Linked DNA regions of Mus musculus: all the other regions are linked to region 3. The links are chromatin contacts, called in public Hi-C and promoter capture Hi-C maps. All regions are on one chromosome and are shown on one strand. Each heading gives the region's core, a stretch centred on a gene start, on an enhancer-like site or on the middle of the called end of the contact. The rest is flanking DNA. Distances are from core to core; before and after follow the strand shown.

Region 1 (4,224 bases), core at 1,090-3,589, 340 kb after region 3:
TGTGTGCACATGCATGTACACACATGTGCTTGCCTGTATATAGTGACTCATGTTTTGTCATTAGAGAACAACTTATAGAGTAAGTTTTATCCCTTATATGGGACTCAGGAATCCAGCTCAGGGCTCCAGGCTTGCTTGGTAAGCTCATTTACCCACTGACCATCTAGCTCTTTTGCCCCCGGGGGCTGTTTCTGCTCAGTGTTTACCTGGACCAGTCACAGTTCTCAGCCTCTTCCGCAATGGACTCAGAATCTGTCCCTACCCATCACCTGCTTCTTCCCCAGTTCTAGCCTGCATGCTCTCCTGTAGCTCAGGGTGAAGAAAAGAAATACTCTACCCTTCAAATATAACAGGCTTGTGTGGTTTCCCTGCAGGCTCACCCCCTTTCTAGAGCCATTAACCTTGGTCTGCTCCTCCCCTCCACTTATCTGAGGTTTGTCAACACCCAAGCCTTTCTCCCTGCACTTGGCCATCACACCAGGCCCACCCACCCTGAATTCATACTTACTCTGATAGAATTTATAGCATAGAAGTGGCCAGGCCCACTGCCCCGAGCCACATACCTCTCCGACGAAGCCAGTGTCTTCTCCTAAGCTTTCCTTCAATGTTTTGAGCATCCTGTTGAAGAAAGGGTCTTCATACTCAAATCGACGAGCATAAATGAGGGAGGCGATCACGTTGCTCACAGCTTTACTTAGGAGGGGGCTGGGATTGAAGGGATGTTCTAGGATTGGAGATGCAAGCAAGTCATGATAGTGCTCTTCAGTCCCTGCTCACACTCTCCATCTCTAACATCACCCACCGGCCTCCTTGGTGAAAGCATCGCAGAGGTGGCCAGCCTCCTCTGTCACCCACTGCTCCAGTGATTTCTTGCCCAGGCCGAAGTCACGCAGGGTAGACACAGAAAATCGCCGCTGCTCTCGCCACTCGGGCCCGTAAGGTGCAAGGATCACACCTGCAGACATATCTGTGTGTAACTGAGGGCACCTAGCTATGTGGTCTCTTCTGTTCCCAACATTTCTCTGTGGTCAGTCTTAGCAGTCAGTGCCCAGCACTTTTCTAGCACATATTGGCACCTTGCATTCCTTAGGCTCCACCCTCCACCCCAGTGTTTTTCCCTTGCCTTGCCGGACCACATCATCTCCATTAGGTCTGTCTATCTTCTGCTCACCCCTCTCAAGCCCTACTCTCCCTGCCTTGCCCCCACTATAGAGCTTTGCCTTTTGATTTGTGCCCATAGCCTATGTGATTATAGATGGGCATTAGGGGGCGGTCAGAAGTGTCCTCTCCATAGGTCACCAGCAGTTCCCGCACTGCCTTCAGTCCGTTGACCACAACCACGGGCTTCCAGGCCATCTGTAGGCTGAACACATTGCCATAGCGGTTTTGAAGCTGAAATAGGACAGAGCACATAGGAAGTAGAGGTTTCCAGCAGAGTGGAAGATCAATACTCTTCATACAAGTCTCTGCTTCTCTCTCTCTCTCTCTCTCTCTCTCTCTCTCTCTCTCTCTCTCTCTCTCTGTGTGTGTGTGTGTGTGTGTGTGTGTGTGTGTGTGTGTGTGTCTGTGTCTGTGTCTGTGTCTGTGTCTGTGTCTGTGTCTGTGTCTGTGTCTGTGTCTGTGTCTGTACATACACATATATAGAACTTATTGAACCTTGTTCCTGACATATGCTGGGCAAATGCTCTATCACAGGCCTACATCCCTAGCCTATGGTTGGGGCACCTTGTTGCTTGGCAACCATATCTTCTCAATTTAACAAAGACCTCACAGCAAATATTATCATTCAGCTGTGACTCAGCCTGAACAAGATCCTTGGGTCCCTTCATACTCCACCATACAAGAAAAAATTCAGGTTCCTAAGATAGGCAGCGAGGCCTGAGACCACACAACAGGAAGAGACTATTACACACACACACACACACACACACACACACACACACACACTCCACTTTGTTTTCCCAACAACTCTTTTTTTCTCTTGGGGGCCATCTTCCTGTCTTTCCAGTGGCTTCAACACCTCCACGTGCTGCCTGGGTCACTCTGACTTCTTCTGTCCTCCACCACCACCTCTCTCACCTTGTAAAAGCTGTATGGTATGTTCTCGAAGTCCACCTGCAGCAGGTTTCCCAGCCCAGGGAATGGCACAGGGCCTGGTGGGTAGCAGGCAGTCCAGCGCTGGCGCCGGTGCACCAGGTCCACCAGAAGCAGGAAGATGGCTGTGAATATGACCACAGCCCATAAGTCATCTCCAACCAGCAGCCCCATGGCTGCCCTACTGCTTCCAGGCTTTTGAAGGAATACTCGTTCCAGAAACTTAGAATCAGGAAAGATCCTCTTATGATGGACTGGGAACCTGGTCCCTTATAAAGAGGGAGGAGGGGAAGGCTGCACTTTGTTCTCTGCCTTGAGCCAAGTAGCTGTGTTAATTAATGTTCAAACAGAGCCTATATGGGGGAAGGGGGTGTCAGAAAAATCAAGGGAAAGTCAACATCAGAGGTTCCTGCCCTTTCTTCTTTCCTGTGGTGCTTATCCAGGGGAGTGGCACTGATAGCTCCACAGAGAATTGCATAGTGGTTATATTGGGTTGGACACTGTAAGCACAGCGGGCACGTAGCCATGGACCCTGCCTCAGGGTGCAACGGTCATAGACTAATTTGCCACATGACCAGAGATCCGAGGGGACCGAAGACATTGTCTCAGAATGGAACAAGGCCTTTTGGAGGCTTCAGGGAACACTTGGCTAGTAGGATATGAGGTCTGACTGACACTATCAGTGGGCACTATCACTATGCAGCAATGGCCACTGAAGTGGCTTATGTGGCTAGCAGATGAGGGTGAGGGAGAGGCAGTGTAAGGAAGGAGGCTCCAGCCTGTGGAGCCTTGAGCACAGGTAGGAGGTCATTCAACTCTCAAGGAAGGCCAAATTCAAAACCTGGGGACTTCTTAGCTCTCACCCGAGAAAGCTGAAAGGCTGTCACCAACTGTCAATAGAATTCTGGGGAGGCCAGCTAGATGTCCATGTAGTTGTCACATGGGGACCACTATCTAATTTTATTCACTCTTGGCTTTTTGTTAGGTCAAGCCCTGTGCTAACAATCATCTTAAGAGGGATGGAGAGATGTCTTCCTCGTGTTACATGGGCGGTGTTTTTGAGATATTTGTGAATACTGCCAAACATGGGGGGATGGGGGGTAAGACCATCCTGGAGGCTCAAGGAGCACATTATTGTTAGGACACAAGTAACTTGCAGGTACTGCAAGACACAGCACCCGGCTATGACAGCAAGTGCCACTGTCTGGTTTTTGTGATGAGAGGCAGTGGGAAGAAGGGGGCTGCAGCTCCTGGAGTCTTGTGTTCAGCTTTGAGGTTACTTACTGGGTTGATTGGAGAGGCCAGACTCAGAACCTGGAAGCATCTTAGGTCAGATCTGAGAAAGCTGAGAAACTGTCAACAGTTGTTGAGAGTCCCAGAGGCCTGTAGGTTGGACCAAGTACTTATCACATGGTGGCCTCTGTCTCTTTTTCACCCTTGGTTTCTTGGTGGGTCAGTTGTTCCCCTGACAGTCTTCTACATGGATATAGGTAAAGCAGACCTTGTGCCAGAGGTCTGTGGGCTGGGTGGGGTAAAGGGTCCCTCCCCACACCCACACCCACACCCGTCTCGATGCATGTTCCTGCCTATTCCTTTTGGCCCTGCCCAGCTGAGTTATGGTACGGTAAGTCAGGAGCCAACACAGGTCATGGGTGGGAGATGGGAGGCAACTGAGACGCAGTTACTGAGAAGCTGAGGCAGGTAGGTTTCTTCTGGGATGACTGTGACTCTTGAGTGTCACCTTTGGAAAGCTTAGTTGGGGCAAAGCTTGGCCAGAGGTTGGCTAGTGTTGGTTACCCTTTCATTCCCGGATGCTTACTGTACCCCTCATGGTGTGAGGCACAGCAGGACTGTGGTCCATTAGCATAGGCTGTTACCTATGAAATCTCAAACCACAGAAACAATGCTTGAGATGATGCATGTAAAGAAATGTAAAATATTGAGAATATCCTGGATATTTTCTTTATTCCTAAAGTGCACACAAAGGGGACTGCTGAGCAGGATCATGACACTGACCAACCTCCATTTCCACCTCCCACACTGAAAAAGTATTTGCAGTCGGCAAAACTGTTCTGAGACCTAGATAAGGGCCTGTGACTTTTAGTCACAAAGAACATAGTCCAAGGGGTT
Region 2 (4,484 bases), core at 1,650-4,149, 310 kb after region 3:
TCCCACCACCAAACAGGTCAAGGACAACCAGACGTAGATTTGCTTCATTGAAGCTACTCTCAGGGTTCCCCTTTGCCTAGGACACAGAAAAACAGTAGACTCAGTGGAAAGACAGGAAGACCCCATAACACCCTCCTGATGACTTTAGGTGGTGACTCTTCAGTGTCACTGGGTTATTCCAGTGCAATGGACACCAGATCTCAGAGTCTCTCACCGTCTCCATCTCAGCCATAAAGGCATCAGTCAGGTCACGAGGTGGCTGGTCAGGGTCCCAGGTCCTCTTGTGCTCAGTCACCAGCTTATCCACCATGGTGAGAAATGTCTTTTGCCCAGGGAAGATTTTATCAGCCAACCCTGGGATGCGCAGGACAATTGGGAACATCTTCACAACCTGGAAAAGCCATAGAATGTTCTAGGATTTCCTGCTGCCTTTACTTTAATGAGTTGAGTAAACAAGATGTCTAATAACAATATTCGTTCTTATTTCTCTGTGTTTTCATGTGCAAATGGTGTGAGGAATGCTGTTACCATACTTGAGATAACATCATTGAGGCCCCGGGCAACCATAGAAATTCAGTTACTTTACTACATCACTTCCAGGAATGAAACCCAAGCACCATACTTTCCTGGCAAGCTCCTTACCCACTGCCATCTCTCTGGCTCCTGGGTAAATGGGCTTAGTGTTGATCTCAACCAGTCTTAGTTTCCAGCCTCTTCCATGATGGATACAGGCCCTATTTGTTCCCAACTGTCACCTGAGTCCTCCTTAGTTCTAACCTTCAGGCCCTAGTAGCCCCACAGGAGACTAAAGAAAATTTTACCAGAAACATCAGAGGCATGGGTAGCTTCCATGTGGGCAAAGGGCCAAGATTTCAGCTTCTAGAAGCCCTGACTTTGTTCCACTTCTCCCCTCCCATTGCTGCAGGCTTTAAAGGCTCCACACTTCTATTTTTGTGGTTGACAATTCTAGAAGTCTCCTTTCCAAATCCCCTGTCTACATCTCTAAGAAAATGAACAGCACAGAAGTCACTCTACAGACTCCCTTGACCATCCTACCTCAGGAATCAAGCCAATTTTCTCCCTCGTGTTTTCTTTCAATACTTTTAGCATCTTTATGAAGTCAGGATCTTTATACTTGAAGCGATGGGCATAAATGAGAGACGCAATCACATTGCACACAGCTTTGTTCAGGAGGGTGTAAGGATTGAGGGGACTACCTGGGTGTGGAGATGCAACAAAAAGTCAGGATATTGTTGCTGTCTCCCTATCCCCACTTGCATTCCACACACATCACCCACCAGCCTGGTCGGTGAAGGCATCACAGAGGTGACCAGCCTCCTCTGTCACCCACTGCTCCAATGATTTCTTGCCCAGGCCAAAGTTGCGCATCGTGGACATAGAGAATCGCCTCTGCTCTTGCCATTCAGGCCCATAAGGTGCAAGGACCAAACCTGAAGGTACATCAGTGTGTAACCATGGAGACCTGGCTGTGCTGCCCTCTCCCCACTTCATTTCTCTTCTCCTCTGAGATCACTGTCCCTCATTATTTCACCCTTTTCTACTACGAACATCTCCCACCATGCTAAAGGGGCTCCACAATGGATTTCAGGGATGTTTTGTTGGATTTTTTTAAACTCCATTAACACCTACATCGAACCCTGATCTTCCTTTGCTCACTGTCCCCATTGTGTGACTCTAATGTCATCTCTGCCACCACACTGCACTGTACCTTTATCTTTTTGTCCATAGCCTAGGTGTGGAAATATGGGCATTTCAGGGCGGTCAGCAGTGTATTCGCCACAGGTCACCAGTGCTTCCTGTACTGCCTTCAGTCCGTTGACAATGACCATGGCATTCCAGCCCATCTGCAGGCTGAACATGTCACCATAGTGGTTTTGAAGAAGTAAAGGGACAGAGCACATAGGAAGTGTAGGTTTGCACATATCATAGAACCAGGGTCACTGTACAAACATGGGCAAGGAGTTGAGTGTGCACATGTGGGTTCTACCGTGTATTTGTTTGTATAAACATGTGTGTGCCCACCTGTGTGTGTTTTTGTTTTGGTGTGTGTGTGCTGTTGTTGTTGTTGTTGTTTCTGTTGTTGAACCTTGCTCCTCATGTATCCTGGGGAAATGCTCTTCACAGAGCTCCCTCCCGGGCATGAGACTGCCTACCACTGCAGTGTCTTATCTTTTAAGTTCAGCAAAGGAATCACAGTAGATGTGACTTCCCAGTGTTGACTTTGCAAGAGGCAGAAATCTGTCCTGGAGTTCCTTAGCATTTCATTACACATGAAGAAACTCTGGTTCCTTGAGATGGGCAGTGAGGCTGCAGAACACAGCAGCAGCAAAAGATTCAGGCAGCCACATTGCTCTCTGCACTCAGTGTCCTGACTGACATGCTAACTATACCTTGCATAATGGTAAGACCTCATCTTTGACAGGACCATAACAGACCTGGAACCTGTATGGCTGATGATCTCTACAACTAAACTGAACCCTGCTCTCACATCCTGATTCATCTTCTGGACTTTGACCCCCATATCCGTTGCCCTAGAGAGATTCATTGGATGCAACCAGAAATCAGCAAACTTGGCCCGTTTAGAGGTTCCAGATCGCTGTTGGACCTGTGGCTTGGCCTTCACTGTGTACACTACAGACACTATTAGCACAATAAAGATACACCACTAAGTCACTGACCTTGTAAAAGCTGTATGGCATGTTATCCAGGTCCACCTGCAGCAGGTTACCCAGCACAGGCCATGGCACAGGGCCCGGTGGGTAGCGAGAAGTCCAGCGCTGGCGCCGGTGCAACAGGTCCACCAGTAATATGAAGATGACTGTGAATATGGCCACAGGCCACAGGTCAGTCCCAGTCAGCAGCTCCATGGCTGCCCCACTGCTTCCCAGGCTTCACCTAGGCCAATGAACAACACTCCATCAAACACCTTGGATCAGGAAGACCCAAGCTTGGATCCTACCACCTTATAAAGGAGTGTCCAGGTTGCCCTTTGTCCTCTGCCCCCAACCCCAATCCTGTGTTTTGTTTGGCTAAGTGTAGAGACAGGCCAGAGATGATCAGTCCATTCCACGAGCTGAGCATGCTGATTCTGCTAGGCTAAATATGGTAGGCAGATGTCTGATCATTGAGTGCTGAAAAATCTTCAGATACAATTCACATTCAAAGCTTTGGGAGCTTGAACATTGCCTCAGAGAAAAATGAGACCTCCTAGACCTTCACAGAACACTTTGTTGAGAGGACACAAGGGTTGAGTGGCATCCAGTCAGTGGCGTCTGTGGGTGTGTGAGCAGTGGGAGCTGTCTTCTACAGTTGAGGGAAAGAGGCTGGAGCCCCTCTTGGCATTGGAAGAGCATTGGGGGAGAGCAGCTCAGATTCCTGTGGGTGAGTGAGGGCCAGTGGTGGGAAGGTACTTAGATCCCCCTTGGTGAGTGAGTTGTGAAGTGCATCTGGAGCAGTGGCATCTTCAGTACAGGACACCAGTTGATTAGGGAGCAAGACATACAATATGGGATTTCTCAAACCCAGTCTGAGGAAGCTGAGCAATGGTCTGAGAATTTTGAGGGGTCACTAAATTGGGTCAGGTTCTTGTCATGCTGGCCTCAGTCTCTTAGTTAACCTATGTTTCTTGGTGGTTCAATCTCTCCTGGCAACAGTCTTCCACGTGAACATAGGTAAGAAACATTTGTCTTAGGGCCAGAGGACACGAGTCAGGCTGGGCTGCTATGAGGAATAAGGAAAGATGACTCCTAAGTCTTCCAACAAATGGCGCTTCTGTGCCGGGAATTGCTGGGCACACTACACATGCCAACTCACCATTTGCGAGTGTCAACAGAGGCTCAGTCCATGTCCTTGCTGGATCCAGATCTCTGAAGATCAAAGTCTCAGAAGACCCAGAGCAACCCTATTAGATAGGCTCTCTAATGCTCTCTCTGCTGTACCTGGCAGAAGGGAGGCATGGGCTGAGCAGAGTCCACACCATGCATCCCAACAGCAATGAGTACACACGGACCTCCTCCTCTCTGCTGCCTGTGCAACCCTAGCACTGACCACCTCTGAGTCACTGGAGCTTGTGGGTGACTATATGCTTATTGGAGGCCTGAATCCTGTAAGCCTTTTTCTTATCCATGATTTTTGGCCCTGCTCAACACATTTCCCTAGAACACATTTCCCTAGAACGGCATCATAGGTTTGAACCAATACAAAGGTCTTTCTTGAGCCCCTACCAGTCCTGAAAAAAGACCTGCATGGGAGTCAGGACAACAGCATGGTTCATGGTCAGAATGTGGATTAGGAAGACACTTGCTCAGGTCACTGACAGTCTCAGGATGCTAGGTTCCTCCTGGTTTGCTCGAGGAAACTCCCAAAGAAACTTTCGGTGCCTGATATTAAACCTGCCTCTCCAAGCTGGGACACCACATTGGGACTCTCATCTCTCCCTGTCTGTGTCATACATGCCATTATCT
Region 3 (4,308 bases), core at 845-3,344:
AGGACAGAGTTCAGGAGAAATGTGCCCAGGTTGCATCTGACCTCATCCAGTGGAGTCCAAAGGACAGCAATCAATTATATGTTGACATGTGTGCAGAAAATGGCAAACCTGGGAATATCGCTGCCCCAGTGCAGCAATGCTTGAGGGCCAAGTACTCAGTCCCAGCATCCTGTTGTGGACATGGCAGACCTGTGCTGCTGAGATGAATATGCAGACCCCAGTCCCCCTAACATCACATGATTCTGTCAGATCACAGTTGTTCACATGGCTGAGAAGACATGGACAAAGGACAAAGGGAATGATGCAGCAGGCACAAGGTAAGCAGACCATATAGTCCTCTCCCAAGAGTCAAACATAGAGAGGAAACCCAGTACAACATAGAGGGAGTGACATCCCTCACCTCTCTGTGCACTTCCCTCACGAGGGCTCATTTACCTGATGCAGGGAAATCCAGACTGAATCAGCTCATCCCCCACTGGAGCCAACACCCAGTCAGCACAACTGCTTCTCTTAGATAATGTCATGGATGACCCAGACAGGAAGAAATGAGGGCTGAATATGTTGTCCCAGCCCTGACATGCAGGTTTAAGCATCAGGCACTAAAAGTCATCTTGGAAGGGTCCTGGGACTAACCAGAAGAAACCCAGCAGCCTGAATCTGACAGTGACCTCAGCAGGTTGTCTCCTGAATTCCCTTTCTGACCCTTACCTATAATGGTGTCCTGCCTCCAAAGCAGGTGTCCTTTCAGACCAACTTGGTGATTGAGAAAGACATTTGTCTCTGTTCCAACTATGGTGCCATTCGAGAGTACTGGGTTGGGCAGGGCCAAAGAGCATGGACAGGAAGAGGAGAAACAGACTTAGAGGCTTCAGGCCAGCAATAAGCATGGAGTCACCAACAGGCTCCAGTGACACACAGGTGGTCAGTGCAGGGGGGCACATTCAGCAGAGAGGAGACCTGTGTGTAGTCCTTGCTCTGGGGCTTCATGGTGTGTCTCCATTCAACTCAAGCCTCCCTTCCACCATGGTGAAGCTGTAGTAGAAAGAGCCTGCCTGGATTCCAGGAGGACTTCTAAGCCTTCGATCTTCAGAGGTCTGGATTCCCAGCAAGGACAGGGACTGAGCCTCTTTGGACCCTAGTGTATGGGGACCTGCTATGTGCCATGTGTCCAGCAGTGCCCAGCACACAAGGGCCATTTATTAGAAGGCTCGGGAGTCATCTTTCTGTTTTCCTCATGAATGCTCACCCTGACCACAGGCCTCTGGCATGAGCAAGGAAACTGCCTCACCTACCTCCATGTGAAAAACTGTTCCCAGGTGAGATTGACCCACCAAGAAACTGAGGGTGAATAAGAGACAGAGGCCAGCATGTGACAAGTCCCTGTAACAACTTTGGCCAGCAAGATACTCAGATTTTTCTCAGCTTCCCCAGACTGGGCCTGAGAAATCTCGTGTTGTAATTATTGCTGCCTGATCCACTGGATGACCACAGACCTGTAGTGAACATGGCAATGCTCCAGCTGCCTTCCCCACTGGCACTCACTAATCAACAGAACATCTAGCTGCCTTCCCACCAGTAACTTCCACTTTACCACAGGGGCTCTATATGCCTTTGCACTACTCACAAGCAAGGATTCCAGCTTCCCTCCCCACCTGTCCTTCTTTTGCCCATAGGGGCTCCAGCCTCTTTCCCTCCACTGTAGAAAACATCCTCCCACCGCTCAAACATGCACAGAAGGCATTCACAGGAAGGCAGTCAAGCCCCATGTCCTGTCAACAAAGTGCTCCATGAAGATTTGGAGGTCTCATTCCTCTCTGAGGCAATATCCTCAAGCCCTCAAAGATTTGCATAGGTAGCATACCAAATGAATTTGCTGCACACAGTAATCAGATCATCCATCTTGAAGAGGGGTCCTCTAGACATCTGCCTACCATGTTCAGCCCAGCAGAATCAGCATGCTCTGCTCCTGGTAGGAACTGAACATCACTGGCTCCTCCCTATTCCGGGCCAAAACAAACACATATTTGGGGCAGGACACAGAGGACAAAGGGCAACCCTGGCACTCCTTTATAAGGTGACAGGATCCAAGCTTGGGGCTTCCTGATCCTAGGTGTTGTATTGAGTGTTGTTCATTGGTCTCTGGGAAGCCTGGGCAGTAGTGGGGCAGCCATGGAGCTGCTGACTGGGACTGACCTGTGGCCTGTGGCCATATTCACAGTCATCTTCATATTACTGGTGGACCTGACCCACCAGCGCCAGCGCTGGACTTCTCGTTACCCACCAGGCCCTGTGCCATGGCCTGTACTGGGTAACTTGCTGCAGGTGGACCTAGGTAACATGCCATACAGCTTGTACAAGGTGAGTGACTTAGCAATAGATGGTAACTGAAGTAATGGTATCTACAGCGGCACATACTAGGGCTTAGGCCACAGGTCAGACAGGGATCTAGACCTCCAAGAGAGGACAGGCATAGAAATGTTTTGGTAGCAGCCACTGGGAATTCCTAGAGCAAAATTTTAGAAGAAAAATTCCAGGAGGTGAAGCAGGATGTGACAACAGTATTTAGTCAGTTTGGACAGGGCAGCAGCCATAGAGGACAAAGGTCCATTATGGCCCTGTCAAAAACAAGGTCTGTTAGTTTACCAAAAATATCATTTAGGACACTGAGTGGAGAGAGGGACTGTGGCTGCCTGAATCTCTTGCTGTTGTGTGCTCTCTGGCCTCACTGCCCATCTCGAGGAACCAGAGTCTCTTCATGAATGTTGACATGTTAAAGAACCCAGGACAGTTTTCTGGCTCTGACAAGATCACCACTGGGGAGTCACATCTACTGTGATTCCTTCGCTGAACTTAAAAGATAAGACACCGCAGTGGTAGGCAGCCTCAGGCTGGGAATGGAGCTCAGTGAGAAGCAGTTTCCCAGGATACATGAGGACCAGGGTTCAATAACAAGCAAGATACACACTAATGTGCATGCACATATACAAATACAGAGAGAGAGAGAGAGGGAGAGAGGCAGAGAGAGGGAGAGAGAGACAGAGAGAGACAGAGAGAGACAGAGAGAGACAGAGAGAGACAGAGAGACACTAAGATATGCATTGACTCTGAGGGAGAGATATGCATGGACTTACATACACATATGCACACATACTTAAATTACATACATAAACATGAAGGTGTAAACATACACGAATGTGCACTCACACACACAGAAACTTCCTTGCACCCTCTCACTTTGACATTGTTGTGCAGTGAAACTGGTTCTATTATCTGTGGGCACCTCCACTTCCTATGTGCTCTGTCTCTCTACCTCAGCTTCAAAACCGCTATGGTGACGTGTTCAGCCTACAGATGGCCTGGAAGCCTATGGTTGTGATCAATGGACTGAAGGCAATGAAGGAAATGCTGTTGACCTGTGGAGAGGACACTGCTGACCGCCCTCCAGTGCCCATCTTTGAGTACCTGGGTGTGAAGCCTGGATCCCAAGGTAAAGGGCTGTGTGGACGGTGGATTTGGGTTCAGACGTGTGGGAATAAGCTGAGGAAGCACAGGTTATGAACGTGGGTGGGAATGTGGTCAAGCAATTCACAGCAGAGTCACTGAAGACCAGGAGGACTACCCAGAAGGCATGCGCTGGATTGTGATAGCAAGGTTTTGAGAGGCTCATGGCCAGGACAGAACCCAGAAAAGAGAATTGAAGAGAGAAGGAGACAGTAGAGTTGGGCATTCTTGGTTACATACTGATGTGTCTGCAGGTGTGGTCCTTGCACCCTACGGGCCCGAGTGGCGAGAGCAGAGGCGATTCTCTGTGTCTACCCTGCGCAACTTTGGCCTGGGCAAGAAATCACTGGAGGACTGGGTGACCAAGGAGGCCAATCACCTCTGTGATGCCTTCACCGCCCAGGCTGGTGGGTGATGGGTGAGGGATGTAGTTGGGCACAGGGAGACATGGGCAGTCCATTGACTTGCTTGCATCTTCACTCCATCTCCACTCCCAGGGCAGCCCATCAATCCCAACCCCATGCTGAACAAATCCACGTGCAATGTGATTGCATCTCTCATTTTTGCCCGTCGCTTTGAATATGAAGACCCTTTCCTCATCAGGATGCTGAAAGTACTGGAACAAAGTTTGACAGAAGTCTCTGGCTTAATTCCTGAGGTAGGAGGTTCAGGGCAGGGTACACAGCCATTTCTTTGCAGTCTGTCTTCGTTGAGGGAAGCTAGGTGCTAAGGTAGTGGGAGAGGACTTCTGGGGGTCAACTGTAGGAGGATATGATGGTTGACACCTGTTCAATGACAGGAAAGGAG

What was found. Promoter capture Hi-C pulls out the DNA fragments that hold promoters and counts their contacts. A called contact is a pair of places that touch in the nucleus more often than the background predicts.
Region 1: a Hi-C map of liver shows a contact between it and region 3, with 4 times the contacts expected there. The contact joins the promoter of Cyp2d26 here to the promoter of Cyp2d9 in region 3. A contact is called at or near these places in 21 of 39 promoter capture datasets (the 3T3-L1 cell line, 3T3-L1-derived adipocytes, the C10 cell line and 12 more), 3 of 484 Hi-C or Micro-C datasets (the G1E-ER4 cell line and liver) and 3 of 9 other capture datasets (adipose tissue, embryonic stem cells and macrophages).
Region 2: a contact with region 3 is called in a promoter capture Hi-C map of embryonic stem cells, with 4 times the contacts expected there. The contact joins the promoter of Cyp2d40 here to the promoter of Cyp2d9 in region 3. A contact is called at or near these places in 5 of 39 promoter capture datasets (cranial neural crest, embryonic stem cells and second pharyngeal arch cranial neural crest), 2 of 484 Hi-C or Micro-C datasets (cortical neurons and nephron progenitors), 1 of 115 datasets of contacts at active chromatin or transcription factors (astrocytes) and 1 of 9 other capture datasets (liver).

Annotation. Positions count from the first base shown.
Region 1 is chr15:82,791,906-82,796,129 of GRCm38.p6, forward strand. Cyp2d26 (cytochrome P450, family 2, subfamily d, polypeptide 26) reads right to left here and starts at 2,340. Exons shown (of 9, transcript NM_029562.2): 1 at 2,080-2,340; 2 at 1,221-1,392; 3 at 803-955; 4 at 564-724. The coding sequence starts at 2,268.
Region 2 is chr15:82,761,223-82,765,706 of GRCm38.p6, forward strand. Cyp2d40 (cytochrome P450, family 2, subfamily d, polypeptide 40) reads right to left here and starts at 2,900. Exons shown (of 6, transcript NM_023623.2): 1 at 2,700-2,900; 2 at 215-391; 3 at 1-76. The coding sequence starts at 2,888.
Region 3 is chr15:82,450,283-82,454,590 of GRCm38.p6, forward strand. It overlaps Cyp2d9 (cytochrome P450, family 2, subfamily d, polypeptide 9), which reads left to right and starts at 2,095. Exons shown (of 9, transcript NM_010006.2): 1 at 2,095-2,358; 2 at 3,316-3,487; 3 at 3,756-3,908; 4 at 3,999-4,159. The coding sequence starts at 2,170.